Regions from separate parts of the Anas platyrhynchos genome. Here region 1 is linked to region 2. Evidence: chromatin contacts called from public Hi-C data. All regions are on one chromosome and are shown on one strand. Each heading gives the region's core, a stretch centred on a gene start, on an enhancer-like site or on the middle of the called end of the contact. The rest is flanking DNA. Distances are from core to core; before and after follow the strand shown. Region 1 has its middle 110 kb from the start of RER1. Region 2 overlaps SKI (SKI proto-oncogene).

The links. A called contact is a pair of places that touch in the nucleus more often than the background predicts.
Region 1: a contact with region 2 is called in a Hi-C map of subcutaneous adipose tissue, with 1.9 times the contacts expected there. The contact joins two enhancer-like sites. A contact is called at or near these places in 4 of 8 Hi-C or Micro-C datasets (F1 follicle, liver, skeletal muscle and 1 more).

What each region holds. Positions count from the first base shown.
Region 1 is chr22:521,288-527,000 of IASCAAS_PekinDuck_T2T, forward strand. No RefSeq gene overlaps it. Among named protein-coding and RNA genes, the nearest start is that of RER1, 110 kb to the right of the region's middle. Within about 2 kb of position 3,239, at least 4 of the 8 cell types and tissues checked have an H3K27ac peak or open chromatin away from gene starts, as enhancers often do. A contact at or near this core is called in subcutaneous adipose tissue, where this site is marked.
Region 2 is chr22:391,718-398,183 of IASCAAS_PekinDuck_T2T, forward strand. The region is part of intron 5 of SKI (SKI proto-oncogene); the gene reads left to right. Among named protein-coding and RNA genes, the nearest start is that of FAAP20, 32 kb to the left of the region's middle. Within about 2 kb of position 4,279, at least 5 of the 8 cell types and tissues checked have an H3K27ac peak or open chromatin away from gene starts, as enhancers often do. A contact at or near this core is called in subcutaneous adipose tissue, where this site is marked.

The DNA.
Region 1 (5,713 bases), core at 1,989-4,488, 130 kb after region 2:
CATAGTATGGAGGAACAAAATTCTTGAAACATTTTTTCCAAAGAAAAGGGCAAAGTTGTTCCTGATGTAGCAACAGCATGACTCTATTTCATTGCTAGTAATTAATCATCTATATTTTTTCTGTTTAATTTGTTTAAATAACGAAACTGTTGTTTACTAAAAGTAATATTGTTTTGAAAACAAGGTTTGTGTGATGGCCAGAAAGGAGAGTTTGCCACAAACATAAGCTAAATGTTTACGGAAAAATCAGTAAATTGGAAAAAACAGGCAGGGCAGTGGCAGGTTCATGCTGGGAAGAAATTGTTGCTGCTCCAACCCCCCATGCCAGATTGTAGGACGCTGCTGTGAGGTCACCTGCACAGATTCACTGCAGAATTCAAAGACACCAAGTGACCTATTTTATGCCTGGTAAGGAAGTAAGATTCTAGGAATAGTGTCCAACGAAGTATCTGGTCACTGACTGCAGTGAGAGCTCTGTATAGTCAGCAGAACCTCACCTTGAACACGTTGCCTGTTTACATGAGACACTTCGGAAGCACATAGAACCAGAGACAGATCACACCGGAATGAATGGCTCAGGTCAGTTTCCTATCTCAGACTGACAAAAGCTATTTAAACTAGAAATTAAACCAGGGGTATGTTTATGCAATGAAATGGTGAGCAGCAGTCTGAGAAGTTTCTGGAATTCTAGAAGGGATTTAAGTTCTGAATTGAGAGACAGGAATTTCAAACTGGAGGCAGCAACCCTTGTGACTACTCAATTCTTTCCGACTGGTAACCCATTCACAAATAAGAAGGTACATGTTTACGGTTCACTGCAAAGAACAAGGACTGTTTTTTAAATGAGCTCCAAATGACAATGCCATTGAGTTCTGAGGCAAAACCCACTTAGAGCTGCTTGACTGACAAATGAACTGCACCGTCAGAGAGGAACAAACAGGCCCCAAGAAAAGAACTTCTCTCTATTCTGACATTCTGCAATAAACTAAACACAAACTGTCCACTGCTCTGTTCTGCCCTTAGAGCTCTTTGAACATAAAGCACAGAGCCCAGATAGCACAGCAATCCCCATCTCAGTTCTCGTTTCCTCCTGAAGGCTTCATGATCTCACTGCTAAACTATTGATCTTGGTTCTGTGCATGAAATGGGTACATGCTGGCTGACCTCTTAGCATACTTTTCTTCTGCTGCTGGGTGCACTCCTCCTGGCATCTAAGTATTTTTGATTTTGCCTTTTGAAATAGCTTGTGTAATGGAAAGGCAGGGAATATTTTTTCATGAAGAGGAAAATAGTGTTTGGAACAGCAGCTTTCTTACTCATTTTGAAATCTAAGAAGAAAGGTTCACGCATGAAAACCGTGTACCACATTTTGCACTTGTAAGAAAAATTCTGACAAACTGAGGGATCTGTAACTTTACAACCTGGATTTTTACCCCCTGTGCAGGCACCAAGGACACTGCTGATACGCTTCAGGTGTGGATTCTGCATGCCAAGAGAGACAGACCTGTAAGTATCAGCTGAGTCTGCATCTGCCTGCTCCTTCGCTGCAGGCTGCAGAATTGATGTTATAACAGGCAGACTTCAAAACTGAAAAGAACGTTCCTTTAAACACGAGGGTCAGATGGTTCTGATCAAAAGAAAATAGATCAGAAAAGCAAACAAATGTACTCAGTAAGCCAAGTTTCACTATGAAAGGCAAGAGGGTCTTCTTTTTTTATTTTTGTTTAGCCTGTTCCTGCCCTTATCGTACTTAAGTAATGGTTTTGGGAAGGAAATTTGAATAGATCCCATAAGAAAGCCATAGCCAACCTACAGTGCGTTAACCAGAGGGAGAGGTAAACTACTCTGGATATTCTAATGAATTAAATTATTTAGTAACACCAGCTAATATAGTTCACTTATAAAATCTTTCATGAGCTTTAGCACTGTATTTCACTCACTTGAGAACTCTTGACAGCTGCTAAGACACCTTCCAGCCATCCAATTAGGGCAGAGGAATGGTACAATTCTAGTAATGAATTTCAGAATTTGTCAGAAAATCAGAGAAAATGGTCATGATTTTTTTTTTTTTTTTTAAAGAAAAAGGTACTACAGCCGACATGTAAAACATTTCTTGAGCAGCAGTACTGAGGCAATACTTGCACATGGCAAACAGGCTGAAACCTGGGTAAGACTAAATCCAAAATGGCTCGCAGGGCTGCTGGAAGTACTTTGTAAGACAGTCACAGACAACTAGGCAGGTCTGTTGCAGGTTTTATTTTTGGCGTGGTTAAATGTGATGTATAACATTATCAGATGCACTACAGAGAGATGAAGCAGTATAGAATAGAGTCAAGATCTGGGCTATTTAATGAAACACCTTGTTAGAAACTGAGGTATATACGGGGACTGGATCCTGCAAGCCTCCAAAGACCCAGGCTGAGGGCCTGATCAGCAAACTGCTGTCTGCATTTATCGAAGACAGTTTATCCAAATACTAAAACCTTTCAACTGTTGTGGATGTTTTCTTCTATTATAACTGGGAAATTTACACATCCAAAGGATACGCTTCCCCTTCTCTTGAACTAAATTAATTTCTGTTACTCCTGCAACCACAAAGCGTAATGTACTGCTTACATACAAGTTCCTGGCCTATGCATTGTGGGCACCAGAAAAAAGCATGGTCTGTTTCTCTGCAAGGTAGGCTAACTCTGCATAACCTTGTAAATGCCAAGAACAGTGGAAAAACAGGGCCTGAGAAATGGAGAATGTATTACTTCACTGTGCACTTAGCTAACACTGAGTTTCTTGCAGCAGGGCAGGAAATTGTATCAAACATCTCTCCGTGATGTTGGCTCTTCCTACACAGATCCTCATCCTCCCTACCAGCTCTCTGAAGTGGAAGTACCGCAATAACTGCTGCACTTGTCCAGAGGGACAAGGAACAAAAGGCTTGAACAAAATGGACCTGGATGTGAATTGCCGATACCACGTGGTAAACTCGACCCTTTTCCTACCACAGCTTAAGAACACTCAGCTGCTGTCTGGCCAAGATAATGAATCTCTCTCAGTGTAAGGCAACCAGACATTCTGAAGAAAGAATGAAGAGATCTGAGGTGAAGATTCATGTTTTAAAATGTTGGGCCAAGTGGCATCTGCCTGTCCGGTAATTCCTTCTGCCTTTATCTTCTGAACCGTGTAATAGTGTGTGACTAATATCAGTCCTCCTACTTCTTCAGCCTAGTCATTTCAGCTGATATTTTAAAGCGTACCACACTATGTGCTGACTTGCCTCCACCCTCTGCTAGCTTTCCTGTTCTAGAGAGAGACAGAGAGAAAATGACTCATGCATATCTCCTACTATTCAAGCCTTTTAAGCAAATTCAAAGGAAAGTTTTAAAGGTGCTCTCTTGATTTGGGAATGCCTGGGTGGGGTTTTCTTTTTCTCTGTGTGCTTGTTTTTGCCAAATTGTATGTAATTTTCCAAACTCTACGATGCTTAGACATTTTAATCATTTAAGAACCTTTCTGACCCTCTCAAACTGCAATTTGGAAATGTCAGAAGTACCCACTAATACAGGCATTTATGGACACCTATAGGAAAGGAAAATGAGGAAAAAAAAAAAAAGGTAGATATAGGTAGATATAGGTAGAAAAGGTAGATATATTTTCTGTAGGTGCAGGCTACTGTACAAGAGCAGATGAAAAATCCTCATCAGGGAACTACAAATCCTGCTTGCAGCTTCACCCAGACACTGCTGATACTAGCAACAGCACCATACAAAAACATGCTGGATCACTACAAAGGCAGATCCTCATTCTTTATGGCTTTCCAGGTCTAACTGACCTCCAGCCGGCAGCTTGCAAGCCACCAGTGAATGTGCTATGGTCATGTGTCCACAATGAGATACACGTGCTGACAATCTGTGTCTTTATGATGTATAAGTATATTAATTATTTAAATTAAAATATATAAATGTTAAAGTAACTCATGTTGAGAACTTTTAACCAGAATGGAAAGAATCCCTTAAAAGCAGCTACTTAAAAAACTACTAAAAGTATCCAGAATCTAAATAAAGTGCTAACTTTGGAAGAACTACATTAATTTGGTTTTAGAGAACAGGGGGAAGATTAATGAAAGGCTGTAAAAGATCACCAAGAAAACAAAATGGCACCATCAAGTGCTGTTTTCTCCCAGACTTTTTAATTCCAGGTCAACTCTTGACCTCAGACATGATCTAGGGAAAAGCACAATCAATGGATAAAGGCAGCTTGCTCCATAGCATCTAGTTCTGCTGCTTTAAAAAACCCAGATGTCGTCTTCTCCCAGCAACATGCTGTGGGGGATTTAGAGGTGCTTGTTTTTCTGGAACCTGAACATCTAGGAAAGACTTATGAGAATGAGGGGGATAAGGACACAGGGGATTTATGCTGGATAGCTTGGTGGAAGGATTGAACATCCACATGCTTAGTTCAGATGACAAACTGAGAGGTACGCCGTGCCATTAGGGTACCTATCTCATCTTCAAGTACATCGGCAACCTCAGTGTCAGGCAGGGATATCAGCGGGAAACAAACTGCCGCTTCTTTTCTCTACAACGACCCAAATGCAGATTCTAACAGCGTGATCCAATCTCACCTGTTGATTTCACCTTGACAAGGCACTCGCATGCACTGCCCCAAGGAGAAGTGGGTCAGGTACTGTCCCAAGCCGGCTCCCAGTCTGTGGAGACAGCACCAGGCGAGTGGGCCCTGGGCATTTCATGGGCGGCCCCTCCTCAACCTGGCACCGCGTGGTAACTTTTCAAAGAATTAGTTCCTGCCTTGCAGCCAACTTCTCTGCTCTCAGAGCCGAACCAAGCACGACCCAGGCTTCCTTCTAGGGAAGGGTCTTTGCAGCGGCTCCGCTACTTCCTTGTCACACAGCTCCCCGTGCACAACCAGCCCTTCTTCCATCCTCACAGCGAGCCGACAGCCCCGTTAGCCAAGCAATGGCACCGCTCCGACGCCTCCCGCTGCGGGGCGAGGGCGGGGAAGGGGAAGGAAGCAGGGGAAGGATGAGGCCCCGCCGCCGCCTTTTCGAGCCCCGTCACACGCGGGGGCCTCGCTCTCCGCCGGGGGCTGCGGGGGATTCCCCTCAGCGAGATGGCGGCCGGGGGACGGGCTGGGGCCCCGCCGAGGTGCCTCAGCCCCGGGGCCCCGCCACGGGCGCCGAGGGACGGGGCCGGGCCTCGGCGCCCCCTGGCGGGCGGCTCTGCGGCCCGGCGCTGAGGGAGCCGCGGGCGGCCCGAGGCAGCGCCGCCGGGTCCCGGCCCCGCGGAGCCCCCGGAAGCATCGCCGCGCCTCGAGGCCTCGGGCGGGGGCAGGAACGGGGCCGGGCCCCGCTCATGGCCCCCGCCAGCCCGCGGCCGCCTTGTTCCGCCCCGAGGAGCCGGTGGCGGCAGTGCCGCGGGAACGTCCCACCGCCATTTTAAGCACCTGCCACTTCCCAACCCAAATGGATGCAGGAAGCAGCGCGGCGCGGCCTTGGTGCGCGGCCCAAGTGCGGGGTGGTGCCCTGACAAGAGGTCTCACGTCAGGCCTTGTCTCTGGCACAGGTCCCGGCGCTGAGGCTCTCCCCTAACAGCTTTCAAAGGACTAAAAACCCTCGTGCAATCAGAACAAGCAAAAAGCAGGGAAAATCTTTCCAGTGCAGTTCACTGCCCCAGCCCCTTGACTGGGATTCGTTTTGTCT
Region 2 (6,466 bases), core at 3,029-5,528:
CCAGGCCAGCCAGCCCCTGCGGATCGGCTTTTTTAGGCGGCCTTTGTTTGCCTTTCGCTCCGAGCTGGATCCCAGAGGTGGGGGGCCAGGATCCTGTGGCTCTGGGGCTGCATCCCGGCTCCAACATCGCAGGCTCCAGGAGTTGTCCTCGGCGTGTGCCAGGAGTGGAAGGGCAGTGACACAACCCCTAACACAAGAAGCAGCGTTTAGAGCCCACGGAGAACGCTCGGTGAAATCCCTCAATTAACTTAATGAATATAATGTTAAACGTGCACACCCGCTTGGGCTCCGACACAGCTTGGAGTTGAAAACCAAACACACAGAGGAGGCTTGCCAGGCACCCAGGGCAGCAGCTTGGGCCCCCCAAAAAGGACCAGCCCCCCCAGCTGCATGCAGGTGCTCCCCAGGCCTGTCTCTTAGCCCCATTTCAGCCTTTTTCCCTCCTTCTCCTCCCTCCCAGGTGGCAGCAGCCAGAGCCTGTGTGGAGCCCCCTTCTCCCCGTGGCTGGAGGTAGATGTGTTTTTATGGCCTGGCTGCTTGCTGGCAGTCATGTGCTAAAAGGGCTGGCGGGGTGGCTGCCTGCAGGTGTCTGCGAGGGGAGGAGAGGGCTCAGGACCTGGAGACATTTCCCAGGTTGGGAAATGAATTTTCTAGGGCATGCTTTGTTTGGGGAGCAAAATAAAACGGTCTCTGCTTTTTTATTTGCCTTCTGGTCGCATGGCCCTGGCTTGGTCATTTCCCCAGTTTGATTAAAATGGATGTTGTTAGAGGGCTGAGTGCCTTTCCTTGCAAGGCTTCCGTGGCACTGCTCAGTTGTGTGATCTGATCTGTGCCCCAGGTGAGGGTGCAGGTGGAGAAGAGGAAAAGACTGCCAAGTTTGGGCACTGCCTTGCTTTTGGTGACCTTTTAACAGGTCCTAGCTCAGAGCATGTCAAGTGCTCCTAACCCACCCACCACAATGTGCACACAGCCCCTTGGAGGGTGGCCTCAAGGCACCTCACAGTGGACACCAAAAATGACATAAGAAAATCACAACTGTAAATTTTTCCAAAAAAAAAAAGCAAAAGTTTGTCATAATAAAACATTAAAAGTCTCTGGATAGTTTCATTTGGGAGGAGTTTGATGGGGAAGGTCCGGCTGGTACGTGCTCAGGGGTCAGGGCACAAATCCTGCATCCATGCAGAATGGGCTCTCAGTTGCCAGGCTGCGGGGTTGTCCCCGCAGCTCTTATTCACATGGCGCAGTCTTGAAGAAACCCTGACGTCGCTGCTGGGGCTTTGGATGCTTATCCTGCCTTTTTCTGTGGTCTTTTTCCATTGGCCTTAGCCAGTGGATATCATATGCTAAGGTCATTTGTGCTGGAGCCGTGTGCGCAGATAATTACGGCAAGATTTAATCTGGCTCGCAGGCTGGCAGACTGTGGCCAAGGGCAAGGAACAGCGGGGTGCAGTTTAGATTCCTCGTAAGGAAACGCGAGGATGATCCCGTGTCTGGGTGTTACGTTAGTCACCGCCGGCCCGTGGGGGGTTCGCGTGTGTGCTGGGCTTCATGTCTATCTGTGTCTGTCTGTCTGTCTTGGGGGATGAAAGTGTGAAACGTGTGCCTTTGTGGTGGGCTTCCTCTCTGATGTAGATCTCTGCCTTGCTTTGTTCTGCTCCATACAGAGGTGGTGGCGTGGTGTGTGCCGTAATCTGCTGTGTCAGATGTTCTGTCTTCTACTTGCAAGAGTTTTTTGTTTTTTTTTTATCAGCTTCCTGATTATTTGTGTGTTTGTGTACACATCGCCTCGGGGCTCTGCTGGGATGCTGGTAGCTTGGGATGGATGGGACTGCTGGGCTGTAGAAGAAGCAGCGAGGTTTCTGACCTTTCCGTGTGTCTTTGTGAGGGTTGTGTGGGGAGGTCTGGAGGCTTCTGCCAGCACAGTTCTGCCTTTTAAGGCTCTGACTTCTAAATGGAGGAGCTGGGCTGGCACGAGCCCCCGCTGCAGATTGGACATGCTGGCAAAACTGCCTTTTCCTCCTCCCTCCTGTTGGGTTGGTCCGTAAGTGGTGCTGCGAGGCAAAGCTTTGCCTAGATACTGAAGTCTCACCGTGTGCCCCTGTGCAGCATCTGCCGTGCCTATCTGTCCATTGCTGTACTCAGCCAGATAGGTTGGCTCAGCGGGGTTGCTTGAACAAGATGTGTGTTGCCTGGTCTTGCCACTGGCAGAAGCAGCTTCCATCTGCCTCTGGAGCTCTGAAGTCAGCAAAGGGTCCTCACCAAAAGCTGGCATGGGTCCTGACAGCTGGAGCACCACCACAGCAGGAACCAGAGGTGTCTCAGCCCCATTCCTTACCCCCCTTCAACGTTTTGGTTTTTGTATCCTCCTCGTTAATCCTTGGATGAGCAGAAGATCCTTTCTTTTCCTGAGCCATATTATAACCTCTCCATCATCCTTTGTATCCTTTGCTGGGTTTTCCACCTTCTCACGAGCTCTCACAGGTTTTTTTCTGCTGTGATTTCTGTCCGGTCTCAGAGTACCAGCACTGCTGTTGCATGAGGGGGAGGCCCGTTTCCCTACCTGTCTCGCATTTGATCCATGGTTATCAGCATGGAGCCCAACCGATGTGTTCTGGGTTATTTCCAGAGATTCAAAATGTGAAGAACCTGACAGCATTGCAAAACAGGGTCCTAGAAATCCACCATCGGTGCCAAAGCCTTTTTCTTGAGCTCAGCAGCTGGTGCATGTTGTGTCCTCTTGCTGGTGTAGACGCGGCCTTGGTTTGTCTTTGAGATCCTCTCTCCACCCCGTGTGGAGCAGCACCGTGCTCTGTACGCAGGTATGTCTCTGATGGAGCTAGTTCAAACAAACACACCCCAAGGCTTTCTGGTTGCTGTTTCCAGGAGAGGAGGGTGGCTTCGCCTCTGCCTCTTTTCAACTTTTTTTTCTTTTGAACGTTGAACTGAGCAGAGTTTGGTGCTTCCACGTTTCCTAGCTGTGTGCCAGACATCTGTATGTTTAGTAAAACTGTCCGATCAGGCAGCGAGGGGGGATGAGAACTCTCCTTGCACGCGTGTGAACACCCCCAATGCCAGCGGGGCCGCGTTCCCACAGCTCAGGTCCCAGCAGCACTCGGGTGAAGCAGCTGGGAGCTGGAAGCAGCCTTCTGTGTACAGACACACAAATGAGCACTTCATTTCTCAATGCCTCCCAAGCCCGGGCTGCCACAACACGCGGCTTTCTCAGCTGGAGAGAGGTTTAGCCAGGTCAAGTGTGCGGCCAACTCGAAGAACAGACGCTGCCGAAAGTGGAAGAGCGTGGGGCTGCCGAGCACTGCTGGGGTGGCTCGGGCCTTTCAGGTGCCGTGCAGTGGTGGCTGCACTGTGTTTTGTGGCCACGTGAAATGTGATGGAGCTACGATGCGGATCTTTCTGTTCCTGTATCCCCAAGTCCTGCCTCCTGGCAGTAGCGAGTTTCTTGATCTCGTATAGCAGGGAGATTCCCATTTTTGATTTCACAGGCATTGGTGTTCAGGACGCTGGATGGATTTATTCTTCTCTGTACCAACTGGCTTGATGAATGCTCTTGAAAAGCTTTGAGAGCTATGGGTTCAGGTGTTTCCCCATGGAGCACAGAAGTCATTTGCTCTCTTACTTGCTGCTTAAGAATTCATTAGAAAATACCCAGTAAAAATGTTGAAGTCCCTAAAACACAAGTGTTGAAGCCTTGAAGGAGTACCCTAAGTTCACAAACACTTCACACCTTAGGAATAGGACCTGAAAAACCATGCCGAGCTTAAGCGAAATCCTGTGTACCTGAGATGTCAGTGTTTAAGCAGACATCAGCATTTTTTTGCCAGGAGTGCAAACAGTTTTACAGATGTTGTAGGTCGAGAACAAAGAAGCAGGTACGTGCATGTGTGCGAGACACAGAGTGTGCTGCAAATAATGAGCTAATGATGTTGAGTCACCTGTGGCTCTCTGTTACCCCAGAATCGTACTGTACTTCCTGAACTCAGCCCTCGTGAGTTAGGGAGGAAATTACACAAAATCTATTCTTCAGACAATCACAGCCCAAAATATTAAAATATATGCCACTGCCTTCATTGTCCGGGCAGTCTCTCTCGCCTCTCCATCTCAGTGGTTTGGGGCTCGGCCGTGTGTTCTGCCCCAAAGAGCAGCGCGCTTTGAAGGTGGCGTGAACACAGTGTGTCGGTCGGGGAGCCTGCAGCACCTGGCCTGACCGCCAGCAGCCAGGCACGGTTATCGGGCTGCCTGGCGAGGGTGTGTTTTCCTTTGCTGGGATGAGTGTTCACGTCGGCGTTGTAAAAGCATCTGGCAGTGTCTGCGTGAGGCTGCTCAGAGCATGTCTAGACAACGCAGCGGTGAAACTCCTGGCAGCCACCAGTACCTTATCTGCACCTCGCTAGCAGTGCTGCGGCTGCATCGAGGGGGCTGAGCCGAGCACAATTTGGAGACTCGACGAGGTCCGTTGTCCATTCTTACTGAAAATCCGTGTCGTTTTTGTCTCCTAGCGAGGATATTGTGCCGAAGTTCAGGGTTTCGGTGGCACCGAGTACAGCAAGGAGTGGGCTGGCTCCCTGCTGCTGGTGATAACGAAGGACTGGAACTCACACTGCTGGCTTAGCCGGCCCAACTGCTTTGCCACTGCACCGAGTTGCATCTCCATGCAAAGTATCAGGCACAAAAAGCCTCATTACACTCTTGTGTTTTTTTTTAAAGGCAGACAGTTCCCGAACTTCGTGCTGTGATTCTTATTTAGAGGGAGCTCTCATGGAAGAGTTGCACTAAATCTGACGGGGTTCTTGGAAAGAAATGAAAGCATGGACAGAAGGAACTCCAGCTGGGCTGTAGGACATCTATCAGTAGAGTACTGTCAGTTGCTAAGCTAACCTGTTTCTTTTGAGTGGCCATAGAACACTTAAATCAAATTGATTTTCATGTAAAGGAAGCATTACTTTAACGCGTAGTAATATAACATGCCTTTATTTTAAACTTACCAATTACAATGTTAATAATACATTTTATTAGAGAATTGCTAATTTGCATCTGTTTTCTGCATTTTGGAAGTACAGATTAATAAGTGTGTATCTCTGTTTTTACTTTTAGTGGTGTTCCACTCAGTTTCTGCTATAGTTAGTGTGTGTCACGCTGGGGGTGGACAGAATTCATGGCATTATTATCTTCGTGCCCACCTTGGGTAGGCAGGTATGTCTTGTATGGTTCTTGTCTTCATTGCCACTGCAGATTCAGCCTCATACTGTTACCAAAATCACCTGTTGAGATATTTTCTGGAGCATCCGAGGTTAATTTGAAAGTTTGGGGCTTGGGGCTCGTTCGGCAGTTCTCACTCAGGCAATCAGCAGGCGCACTAATTGGAACCAGTTCGCCCACAAACCACAGCAGACTTGTCTCTGTATCAGACTTCCTCCCGTGCGTGCTGGCGGTGCTTGCAGCCGTGGGGAAGAGGGCAGATCCTGAACCGACATGCGCCGGGGTTAACACGGAGTGGCTGCAGTGAGCTTGTGGCCGTGCCCTCACCTTTACAGGACTGTGCCAAAGCCAGGAGTGGGCCTGTTTTGGCACTGCAGTGTTTTTGTTTTGCTCTATAACTAGGTTTTGGTCCCATAGGTGTTTGGGGGTGCTGTGACCTGGGCAGGTCTTACTGAGCAGGGCATTGGCTCCTGCAGCTGGAGCTGCCCCTGGACAGGGAGGCCTTTGCCTGCTGGTTGCTCCATGCACCATTGGGGTTTCAGGTTGCTGTAGATACCTAATGGTGATTTTGTTCTTTTATGTAGGATTTGTCAATCTCTATGTTTCAGCATTTTAGCTTATTTTTTTCTCCTGACGGGGAAGTCTCTGCAGCTGGGACCAGGGCCAGCCTTGCTTTTCTCCAGTGCAAACTGAAGGGCCATAAACTTGGCCTCGGAATTGCATCAGGTGCAGCCCTTTGAACATGCCTCGTGTGCCCGTGTTGGGCAAACCTGCTGGCAGGCAGCTGCCGGCCACTGTGTGCCCGGCTCATTGTGCTGCTCTGACCTTTGCTTGGATGAGGTAACGAAAACAGATACAAATTGAAGCCCTGATCCTGCCAGCATTTCATGGCCAGGGCTCTGGGAGAAGCCAATGGGAATTCCCCCGTGTGGGTCTCTTATCGCTGCCTCCATCTCTGGCTTGGTCACTGTCACTTTTGTTTGGGTTTCTCCAGGCTGGGTGTGTATTAAAACAACCTGCTAAGCAACATAATGGCATTTTCTGTTAAATGCAGGCGTCCTGCCACCCTTACTTATATTAAGTAGTCTTTGAGTTGCTTAAGCAGTTATACTTAAAGTCAGGAGAGACGTCCATGAGGCCAGAGGTTGTGCAGAAACTGCAGCCTCGCTCTGCATGCTGGAGATAAGCAGCAAAGGAGCAAATCGATAGCCCGGGTTCTGGCTTTGTTATTCATTGATTGATGTACAGTTAC